Regions from separate parts of the Mus musculus genome. Here region 2 is linked to region 1. The links are chromatin contacts, called in public promoter capture Hi-C maps. All regions are on one chromosome and are shown on one strand. Each heading gives the region's core, a stretch centred on a gene start, on an enhancer-like site or on the middle of the called end of the contact. The rest is flanking DNA. Distances are from core to core; before and after follow the strand shown.

Evidence for each region. Promoter capture Hi-C pulls out the DNA fragments that hold promoters and counts their contacts.
Region 2: a contact with region 1 is called in a promoter capture Hi-C map of second pharyngeal arch cranial neural crest. The contact joins the promoter of Ube2cbp here to the enhancer-like site in region 1. A contact is called at or near these places in 5 of 39 promoter capture datasets (cranial neural crest, hippocampal neurons, liver and 2 more), 8 of 484 Hi-C or Micro-C datasets (B cells, CD4 T cells, CD8 T cells and 5 more) and 2 of 115 datasets of contacts at active chromatin or transcription factors (embryonic forebrain and forebrain).

What each region holds. Positions count from the first base shown.
Region 1 is chr9:83,937,652-83,942,495 of GRCm38.p6, reverse strand. The region is part of intron 1 of Bckdhb (branched chain ketoacid dehydrogenase E1, beta polypeptide); the gene reads right to left. It overlaps Gm29163 (a small nuclear RNA gene), which reads left to right and starts at 4,021; the gene lies at 4,021-4,127. Within about 2 kb of position 1,350, at least 4 of the 459 cell types and tissues checked have an H3K27ac peak or open chromatin away from gene starts, as enhancers often do. A contact at or near this core is called in second pharyngeal arch cranial neural crest, where this site is marked.
Region 2 is chr9:86,462,391-86,467,512 of GRCm38.p6, reverse strand. It overlaps Ube2cbp (ubiquitin-conjugating enzyme E2C binding protein), which reads left to right and starts at 2,597. Exons shown (of 10, transcript NM_027394.2): 1 at 2,597-2,772. The coding sequence starts at 2,696. Dop1a (DOP1 leucine zipper like protein A) reads right to left here and starts at 359. Exons shown (of 39, transcript NM_177208.3): 1 at 217-359.

The sequences.
Region 1 (4,844 bases), core at 101-2,600:
TGGAGAAGAAACCATTTCATTCACAGGTACAAGTTTATTTTATAGTCTCAGTGCGTAGCTGGCCTAGAACTTACAACGGCCCTGCCTCAGTCTCCAGACACTGCTCTTCTGGATTAGCCCTCTATGTGCATACTATGTACTTGGATCCTTCTCTAATTCCCATTAAAGTGACCCAAATATCTACCCACAACTTAATATTTGAGAGAATCCAAAACTGGACACACACACACACACACACACACACACAGTCTGTGGTGGTGGGGGTGGCACACTAGCAATGCAAGCACACATGTATACACACACAGGCTGTACTCTAATGTAAATGAAAGGGCTTGGTAGTAAAAGATTCTATAAATCCAACTGTGCCTGTGTGGTATCTATGAAAGCCAGGGGTCAACATCTGATGTCTTCCTTTATTGTTTTGTTTGTTTGTTTGTTTGTTTTTGTTTTGCTTTGTTTTAATTTGTTTTATTGACACCTTGTGGCCCTGGCTGCTCTGGAATTCACCACATAAATCAGCTGGCCTCTAACTCAACAGAGATCCACCTTACTCAGCCTCCAAGTGCTGGAAATAAAAGCATGTGCAAACCCACCCAAATCCACCTTATTTTTTACTGTCCCTCATTGAAATGAGAGTTTATTGGCTAGACTGACTAGCTAGAGAGCTAGCTAAATTCTTCCTGTCCCAGCCTCCAGATGTGCGAGTACAGGCAACCCCCTGCCACAGCCAGCCTTCTAATCCCAGCACTGGGGAGGCAGAAGCAGGCAGATCTCTGAGTTCACTGTCAGCCTGGTCAACAGAGTTACTTCCAGAGAAGCCAGAGTCCTACAAAGCAAGCCCCATGATGAAAGCCCTACAAAGACCACACTCGAATAATCCCCACCCCATGCACGGCCTGGTGAGTCCCATCTCTGGCCACCTGAACTGTCCCATTTAGCATCAAAAGTTCACCACTGAGATGTCTCTCAGTTCCATTACGTAAGCAGAACCTACACACATGAACCCCTCCCTGCAGCCAGAAGCCCCCTCTCATACCTCTGGGTACCTTTCTAAAACCTTGGCTAATAAACATCTTAGGAGCCATGACTGATCTGTCTTCTCCTTTCTTAGCACTGGAACATCACTCAAGGGTCATTTACTGCAGTAGGCACTGGCTTAATTATACTCATGGTTACTATTTTCCGTCCAGACTTCAAATCCCAGGAGGACAGGGTCATGCCCGTATCCAGAGCATCCAGCAGTCTGTCATCCAGAAAGATGTAAGAACGTGTGGAATGGATTAGTTAACAAGCTTACACATGCACACAATTACAGGGCCCTGGAACAAAGAGAGGCCGGGATGTAATGTGTAACTAACTCTCTGTTATGCAGGGAGTGCCCACATAAGCCTAAAACAGGCCTCGTCTGAAGTCTGCTAAGTTATTTATTCTCTGCGTGACTTAGTGAAAGCTGCTGATATCCAGTTTCCTCCTCTATAAAAAACAAAAGCAATGATATCAGAGTACAGGACCACTGTGGAAAACCTGTGAGGTGTTGTCTATCAAGGAGCCAATAGTCAGTCTCCACTCCATGTTGGTATATACCTCCTCTTTCACCTCCCTACAGAGACTCATTCTATCACCCCAGCTGTTGGGTACCAAGCACTACGTGGATCATCTTACTAGGCTCCCACACTACAGGTGAAAGCAGTAAAATATACAAAGATTTAATGAGCTCGGACAATGTCACAATGCTGTGTTGTCAAGGGAGAAATAAATTCGGGCAAGACACTGGCTCATTCATACAAGAGCAGCACTTGGGTGGCTGAGGCCAGAGGATCACCAGGAGCCTGGGACTAGCTGGAGCTTTGCAGTGATTTCTTAGCCAGCCTGGACTAGTGTGAAAACTTTTTTTTTAAATGAGAGGAGGGAAGAGGAAGAGAGAGGAAAACAGGGAGAATGGGAGGAAGAAGAAGCAAAGGATGGGGGGAAGCAAAGAGGAAGCACAAACCCACAGCATCTAGTGGTTAGGTGATATTGCCTCTGGAATGACAAAGTCAAAAATGAGATGGAGAGGAAAATAATGATCGAAGTTCCTGAATGGTCAAAAGAACCTTGAAGGTGGTAAGTGATGTTAGAGGGAAGGGTCCGTCCTCGCTGAGACACACAAGAAGCAGTGTCTTCAGCAAAGGCCTGATGTGAGCTGAACAGAGCCAAGAGGTGTGGGAGCCTGCATTAAAGCACCTGCCCGTAACAGGAATAACATTAAAAGAGAACTCAGTGGAAATTCACCTGGCAGCCAGGCTGAGCCAGTGACCTTTTGAAGGACATGTGGCCTTACCTCTTACATTTAAATGCCTGAAAACAGAATTTATAGAGGAATTGTAATCCAGCAAACTGGCTGCTTTGGCAAGGAACCACACCCAAAGACTTTCTAGGTCTATGTGATCTGGCTAGAATGCAGTCATGCTCTGGATTACAGTATGAGTTGGCTAGAATACAGACACCATTAGTACACACCTTTAATCCCCAACAAGGAAGGTCAGGTTAGTTTATAGAAGGAAGTAGCCATGTTTGAAAGCGACATTTAATTGAAAGGCAGACAAGGTGACAAATCAGAGAAAGATTTTACAGAATGGGTCAGATATAGAATACATCCAACTGTCACAAGAAGAGCACAGGAAAGAGGGGGTATTTAAGAGCAGCATAGGAAGAGAAGACAGGGTAGACACAGGTGTTAGAGGTAGTGTGTGTGTGTGTGTGTGTGTGTGTGTATGTGTGTATGTGTGTGTGTGTGTGTGTGTTGTGTGTGTGTGTGTGTGTGTGTGTGTGTGTGTGTGTGTGTGTGTGTGTGTGTGTGTGTGTGTGTGTGTGTGTGTGTGTGTGTGTGTGTGTGTATATGTGTGTGTGTGTGTATGTGTGTGTGTGTGTGTGTGTGTGTGTGTGTGTGTGTGTGTGTGTGTATGTGTGTGTGTGTGTGTGTGTGTGTGTGTGTGTGTGTGTGTGTGTGTGTGTGTGTGTGTGTGTGTGTGTGTGTGTGTGTGTGTGTGTGTGTGTGTGTGTGTGTGTGTGTGTGTGTGTGTGTGTGTGTGTGTGTGTGTGTGTGTATGTGTGTGTGTGTGTGTGTGTGTGTATGTGTGTGTGTGTGTGTGTGTGTGTGTGTGTGTATGTGTGTATGTGTGTGTGTGTGTGTGTGTGTATGTGTGTGTGTGTATGTGTGTGTGTGTATGTGTGTGTGTGTGTGTGTATGTGTGTGTGTATGTGTGTGTGTGTATGTGTGTGTGTGTGTATGTGTGTGTGTGTGTATGTGTAGCAGTTTTACCAGGACATTTTTACAGAAACAGGTTGCAGAGAAAACAAGCTAGACACAAGTGAAGACAGAATAAGCCAGAGAATGAGAAGGAGCCAGAAGATTGGAGCATACAGCCTGAGTTAGTATAAGGCCAAGTAAAGCAATTCAGTAAGAAACCTAGAGAAGCTGACTGAATCAGTCAACTTGGAAGATTAGATTGTACAGAGACTAGGTACTTCCAGGCCTCGACCTAGGGATTGTTAGGACAAAGAAGCACTCTGCGTTCAGCCCTAGCTGTGTATTTACACAGCTTCAGTACAACTCTCATCTTATCCCATCATCTGAGGAGATAAAAGCAACATCTAGCACCCAACATGCTTAGAAGAAAAACCCAACATGATCGGAGAAGGAGAAAACCCACCAACATTGCAGAAAGCAGAGGACATCTGACAGAAACATGGCAGAAGACGGGGGACATCTGACAGAAAGCCACAGAGAAAAATTTGCCCCGGATCACCTCCAAAGGAAGCATCAGTTCTTTGAGTTTGGCTGGACACTGTACGATACTCGGGGAGACTCCAGATATGGAAAAATCTCTGAAACAATGAATCACAGTAAGGAACCCCAAAAGACAATTTTATTATATAGACAGACTTCTCCTGCATTAAAAAAATGGGAAGATCTCAGATCCCTTGAGAGCAAGGATAGAACATGAGGAGATATAAGCATTATTTAAAAAAACCATCTAGGTGCTCGCTTCGGCAGCACATATACTAAAATTGGAATGATACAGAGAAGATTAGCATGGCCCCTGCGCAAGGATGACACGCAAATTCGTGAAGCGTTCCATATTTTTCCAGTTCTACACAAACTATTCCACAAAATAGAAGTAGAGGGAACTCTACCCAACTCATTCTATGAAGCCACAATTACTCTGATACCTAAACCACAGAAAGATCCAACAAAGATAGAGAACTTCAGACCAATTTCCCTTATGAATATCGATGCAAAAATCCTCAATAAAATTCTTGCTAACTGAATCCAAGAACACATTAAAGCAATCATCCATCCTGACCAAGTAGGTTTTATTCCAGGGATGCAGGGATGGTTTAATATACGGAAATCCATCAACGCAATCGATTATATAAACAAACTCAAAGACAAAAACCACATGATCATCTCGTTAGATGCAGAAAAAGCATTCGACAAAATCCAACATCCATTCATGATAAAAGTCTTGGAAAGATCAGGAATTCAAGGCCCATACCTAAACATGATAAAAGCAATCTACAGCAAACCAGTAGCCAACATCAAAGTAAATGGTGAGAAGCTGGAAGCAATCCCACTAAAATCAGGGACTAGACAAGGCTGCCCACTTTCTCCCTACCTCTTCAACATAGTACTTGAAGTCCTAGCCAGAGCAATTCGACAACAAAAGGAGATCAAGGGGATACAAATTGGAAAAGATGAAGTCAAAATATCACTTTTTGCAGATGATATGATAGTATATATAAGTGACCCTAAAAATTCCACCAGAGAATTCCTAAACCTGATAAACAGCTTCGGTGAAGTA
Region 2 (5,122 bases), core at 1,348-3,847, 2.5 Mb before region 1:
GGCTCTGCCCGCCGAAGGCCACGGGCGGACAGGCCCCGGGTCCCACCGCTCGCCCCGGGCAGGTCAGGGCCCGTTTCCCTCCACCCAGAGGCGGGCTCAGGTGGGGGCCGGGCGGTGACACCCCGACGCCACCACCGCAGGCCAAGCCCGGAGACGCTCGCCCGAACCGTGCCGCGTCTCGCCGCGCGACCGCGCCGGGGGCGGGGACGCTGTTACCTGCCGCGGGCTCTGCTGCTCCCCGCTGGCGCCGCTCTCTTGGCAACCGCGGCAGCCGCACGAAGGCCGCCAGCCCAGGGCCTAGTGACAGCTACCAGCGTGCACCGCGCGCGCCCACGCCGGCGTCGACGTCGGCGGCCTCCGTCCCCGCCCCCGTCCCCGTCCGCTGCTCGGCGGCCACGGCTAGCCGGCGCCACAGCGCCCTCGTGCGGGCGACCGGAGAGACGGCGGAGGGAAGGCGGGAAAGGTGTGAGCAAGGAGCCAGCGAACCATCATTTTGATGGAATGGGGGAATTGAAAACAGTTTTGAAGTATTATTTAAGTACGATCATCTGGATCCACCAGCACTTTATGCGCGTCATTTCAGGCACAGTTTGTGTGAAACCGAGAGCCAGTTTAGCACTTTTTTTTGTATCTAGCCGTCTTTCAAACGCGTATTCGAAAGGGTTGTTGTCTTTACAAGTGTTTTTGCGTGTTCTAGTTTTAAACCATATATGAGGAGCACGCTAATCTGAGGACGCTGTGTATTTTGCTAGGTGTCAATATTAAGTATTGCCAAAATTTAAGTAATATTCTGTGTTAAAAGTATAAGAGAACAATTGTCCTTCAAATAAATGAGTTGCCACCAAATAGTAGTTACCTTTGCTTTTTTTCAAAAATTATTTACTTATATTTTATATGGGAGTGCCACAGGTATGTGTGTGCATGCATGGAGCCCAGAAAAAGAGGTCAGATGCTCTGAAGTTGCAAGCAATTATGAGTGCTATAAACCTAGCTTCCCAGTCCTGTGAAACAGCAACCAAGTGCTCTTAACCACAAAGCCAACCCTCCATCCCAAAGCTTTTACTTTTTAAAGCTATTATTCCCTCTTATGATCTCAAATTGTTGGAATGAAACAGGAATTTATATAGCAACATGATAAACTTTAAAACACCTCAAAGGTTGATATTAGAAAAGTTATCTGAAATCACATTTTCAGTATACTTAAGACCAGTTTTTGTTTTGAGACAGTCTTGCCACATAGCTCTAGACGGCCCTGTACTCACATAGCCCAAACTGACCTTGAACTTTCAGCAATCCTGCCTCAGTCTCCTAAATGCTGGGGTTGCAGATATACGCCATCCTCTTTGGATTAAACCTATTTAGAAATGCTTCCAGTTTGTTCAATGTCAGATAATTATAACTATGAAATTATGAAATGGAACATCAATAAACAGGATTTCAGTCCTGGCTAGTTTTATGTCAACTTGACACAAGATAGAGTCTTCTGAAAGGAGGGAACCTCAATTGAGAAAATGCTTCCATAAGACCTAACTGTAACTCGTTTTTTAAAATAGTGATTGACCTAGGAGGGCCTAGCCTATGTTGGGTGGTGCTATCCCTGCCTGGGTCGGTGATCCTCGGTTCTATGGGGAAGCAGGTTCAGTGAAACCATGGGAGCAAGCCAGTAAACTCACCCTCCCATAGCTTCTGCATCAGCTCCCCCTCTCGGTTTCTGCCCTGTTTGGGTTCCTGTCCTGACATCCCTCAATGATGAACAGTGGTATAGAAGTGTAAGCTGAACACATGCTTTCCTCCCCAAATGCCTTTGGTACTGTTGCTTCATCACAGCAAAAGCAACCTTAACTAAGACAATCCCCATTATACAAGCTATGTTTTAAATAACAGCTTTCCATTCTTAAAAGGTGTCCAACTGAAATCCTATGGCCTGATATATTTGTTTATACCACACTAGATCTTTTACTGCATCAAACTTTCGAAATGTATCTTGTAGGAGCAATTAAGTTATGACTTCTTTTATTTCTGCAGTATAGTGGGAATGTATATCAGAAATTACTCATTTCCTTTTAGCTTCTCAAAAGTTACATGAATGGTCAGTCAAGATACAAGTCCACCAGTCTTTTAGTGGTTACACTGGTTTTTGCAACTGTTTCAGTCTTGGAAGTACCATATCTAGCGCGAAATGTAATGGCCAATCAATTGTGGATATTTTTGGATACATCATACGGAAGCTAATAAACTGTTCTAGTTCAAATAAAGGAGACTCCGATAAAGTGGGCTTTGGGGCTCTGGACCTATGGGAAGTACCACCTGTACAGCTTCTGCTCCATTATCTACCTCATCCTACTCAACTATCCAGAGAAGAGCTTCCCCTGGCCCAAACTGAGCTTTCTGTTCATTTCAGGGAAAGAAATGCTCGTAGTCATAGTCAAGCCCATCCAACATCCTTCCAGTGGAGGTCAGCTCTGCTCTCTGGGTCGCACCTGTCCTACTAGAGCGGCCACTGGGGCAAGGTCGGCGCCTCGGCAGTGCGCTCTCTTCCCGGTAGGTGGCGCTCTAGCCGACAGACGGCCGCCGCCGGATCCCTTCGCGCTACCTTGGCCTGGGAGCCAGCCGCCTGCTACGGCCGCACGTGCTCCCACCCTGTCCGGGTTCTAGTAACTGTGGGCTCGGTCCCGCGTGGGTCCCTGAGTCGGCCATGGCGGTGGCTGCGGCGGAAACGCGCGTGTTCCTGGAAGTGCGGAGACGGCTGCAGAGTGCGCTGCTAATCCTGGGGTAAGGGAGGGAGCACCGGTGCGCGGGACCGCGTGCATGGGCCAGGCGCGCGGCCCGGAGCCTGGTGCGCGTGTGCGTGGCACAGGAGCGCGGATGCGCGGGACCGAGGGAGCGAGCGCGCCGGGCAGTAGGCGCGTGCGCGGGACAATGTGCGCGTGCGCGGGGCGAGATGGGTTGCCCTGGCGAGCATTTTAGCCGCTGAACCATCTCCCCAGCCTGTCTGCGAACTTTAAATTTCATATTTACTACACAAACAAGAAACTTTTAGGGGGTAAAATGCTCCTTTTTGCTAATGGTCAGCAATTTTAATGGTTTGTGATCTCTTCGTGGGTTTTGCCTAGTTCTTAGTGACAAATGTATCAAATAGATGTGAAAATGTACTACAGAGCAGCACAGTTGTATTTTTTTTTTTCCTTAGCTTCGCCTTTTTTCCTAAAATCTGACAAGTAGCTAAAGTGGCAGTTTTGCATGCGGCCTGAGGACTGAACTCAAATCCTACCTTTCTCACATGGGCAGAATTACCTGGATTTCTTCAGTTTTAAGATTGGGATTGAGTCTAGGCTCAGTACAATTCATTTGTGTAGCTTGTACAGATCTTGAATACTCCCCAGTATGGGGATGAAGGGTGGGGAGGAGTGAGATCAATATCCACAATTTCTGTCCACTGTGTTTGGTAATTAAGAATACACACATTACCAAATACAGCTGCCTAATCCCTCGTACCAAACAAACTCTGTGAGAAACCTACTTTGCTAGACTGCCTGTTTGTCTCTCTGATCTTTTGACTGTTGACTTCTAACACAGCTCAGTCCCTTATCCTACTAAGAGAACCATGGTCTGGTCCCATTCAACCAATCTACACAATATCCCTGTTTCTCGAACTGTGTTGACATGTGTATTAGTCAGGGTCCTCTAGAGTAACTGAATTGATTGAATGAATCTGTCTATAAATAGAAAGAGGATTTATTAGAACGACTTAACAGCTTGCAGTCCAGCCAGTCCAACAGTGGCTATGAATGAATGTTGAGTCCAAAAATCCAGTGTTTGCTCAGTCCGTGAGGCTGTGTGTCTCAGCTGGTCTTCAGTGCACTTCCTAATGACAGTGAGAGGGAGGGCAAGCAAGCAAAGAGCTTCTTTCTTCCATGTCCTCTTCCCACAGAAGTTGTGGCTTATATTTGAGGTGGCTCTTCCCAGCTCAAAAGATCCGGATAAAGGAATGTCTTCCTACCTCAAAGGTAGGAAGTGAGTCTTCCTACTTCCAATTAAGTAAAAAAATCCCTCACCATGTGCCCTCCATGTTGGGGTTTTAATTAATTCCCGACGTATGTCAAGCTGACATAGCCAACTGATGTTTTGAAATTGATGTTTCAATCTGCCTTTCCCAACATGTTTTTGTTGTTTTGTTTTGTAAGACAGGGCCTAATAATGTATTCATGGCTGGTGTGGTTTACTATGTAACCAGTCTGACCTTGAACTCATAGATCTGCCTGCTTGCCTGTGCTTTCACAGGGCTGGGAACATCCAACAAGGCTTTGAGATTCATATTTCATCTCTGTGGTAGCTTAAATGAGTATTTCTTTCCCGTTTCTTTTTTTCTTCTTCTAAATTTACAAATCTTTTCTTTTTTTTTTTCTTTTTTTCTTTTTTTTTTAATTAGGTATTTTCCTCATTTACATTTTCAATGCTATCCCAAAGGTCCCCCATACCCACCTCCCCAATCCCCTACACACCCACTCCCCCTTTTTGGCCCTGGCGTTCCCCTGTACTGGGGCATATAAAGTTTGCAAGTCCAATAGGCCTCTCTTTGCAGTGATGGCCGACTAGGCCATCTTTTGATACATATGCAGCTAAAGACAAGAGCTCCCGGGTACTGGTTAGTTCATATTGTTGTTCCACCTATAGGGTTGCAGTTCCCTTTAGCTCCTTGGGTAATTTCTCTAGCTCCTCCATTAGGGGCCGTGTGACCCATCCAATAGCTGACTGTGATCATCCACTTCTGTGTTTGCTAGGCCCCGGCATAGTCTCACAAGAGACAGCTATATCTGGGTCCTTTCAGTGAAATCTTGCTAGTGTATGCAATGGTGTCAGCATTTGGAAGCTGATTATGGGATGGATCCCTGCATATGGCAATCACTAGATGGTCCATCCTTTCGTCACAGCTCCAAATTTTGTCTCTGTAACTCCTTCTATGGGTATTTTGTTCCCATTTCTAAGAAAGGGTAAAGTGTCCACACTTTGGTCTTCGTTCTTCTTGAATTTCATGCGTTTGGCAAGTTGTATCTTATATCTTGGGAATCCTAAGTTTCTGGGCTAATATCCACTTATCAGTGAGTACATATTGTGCAAGTTC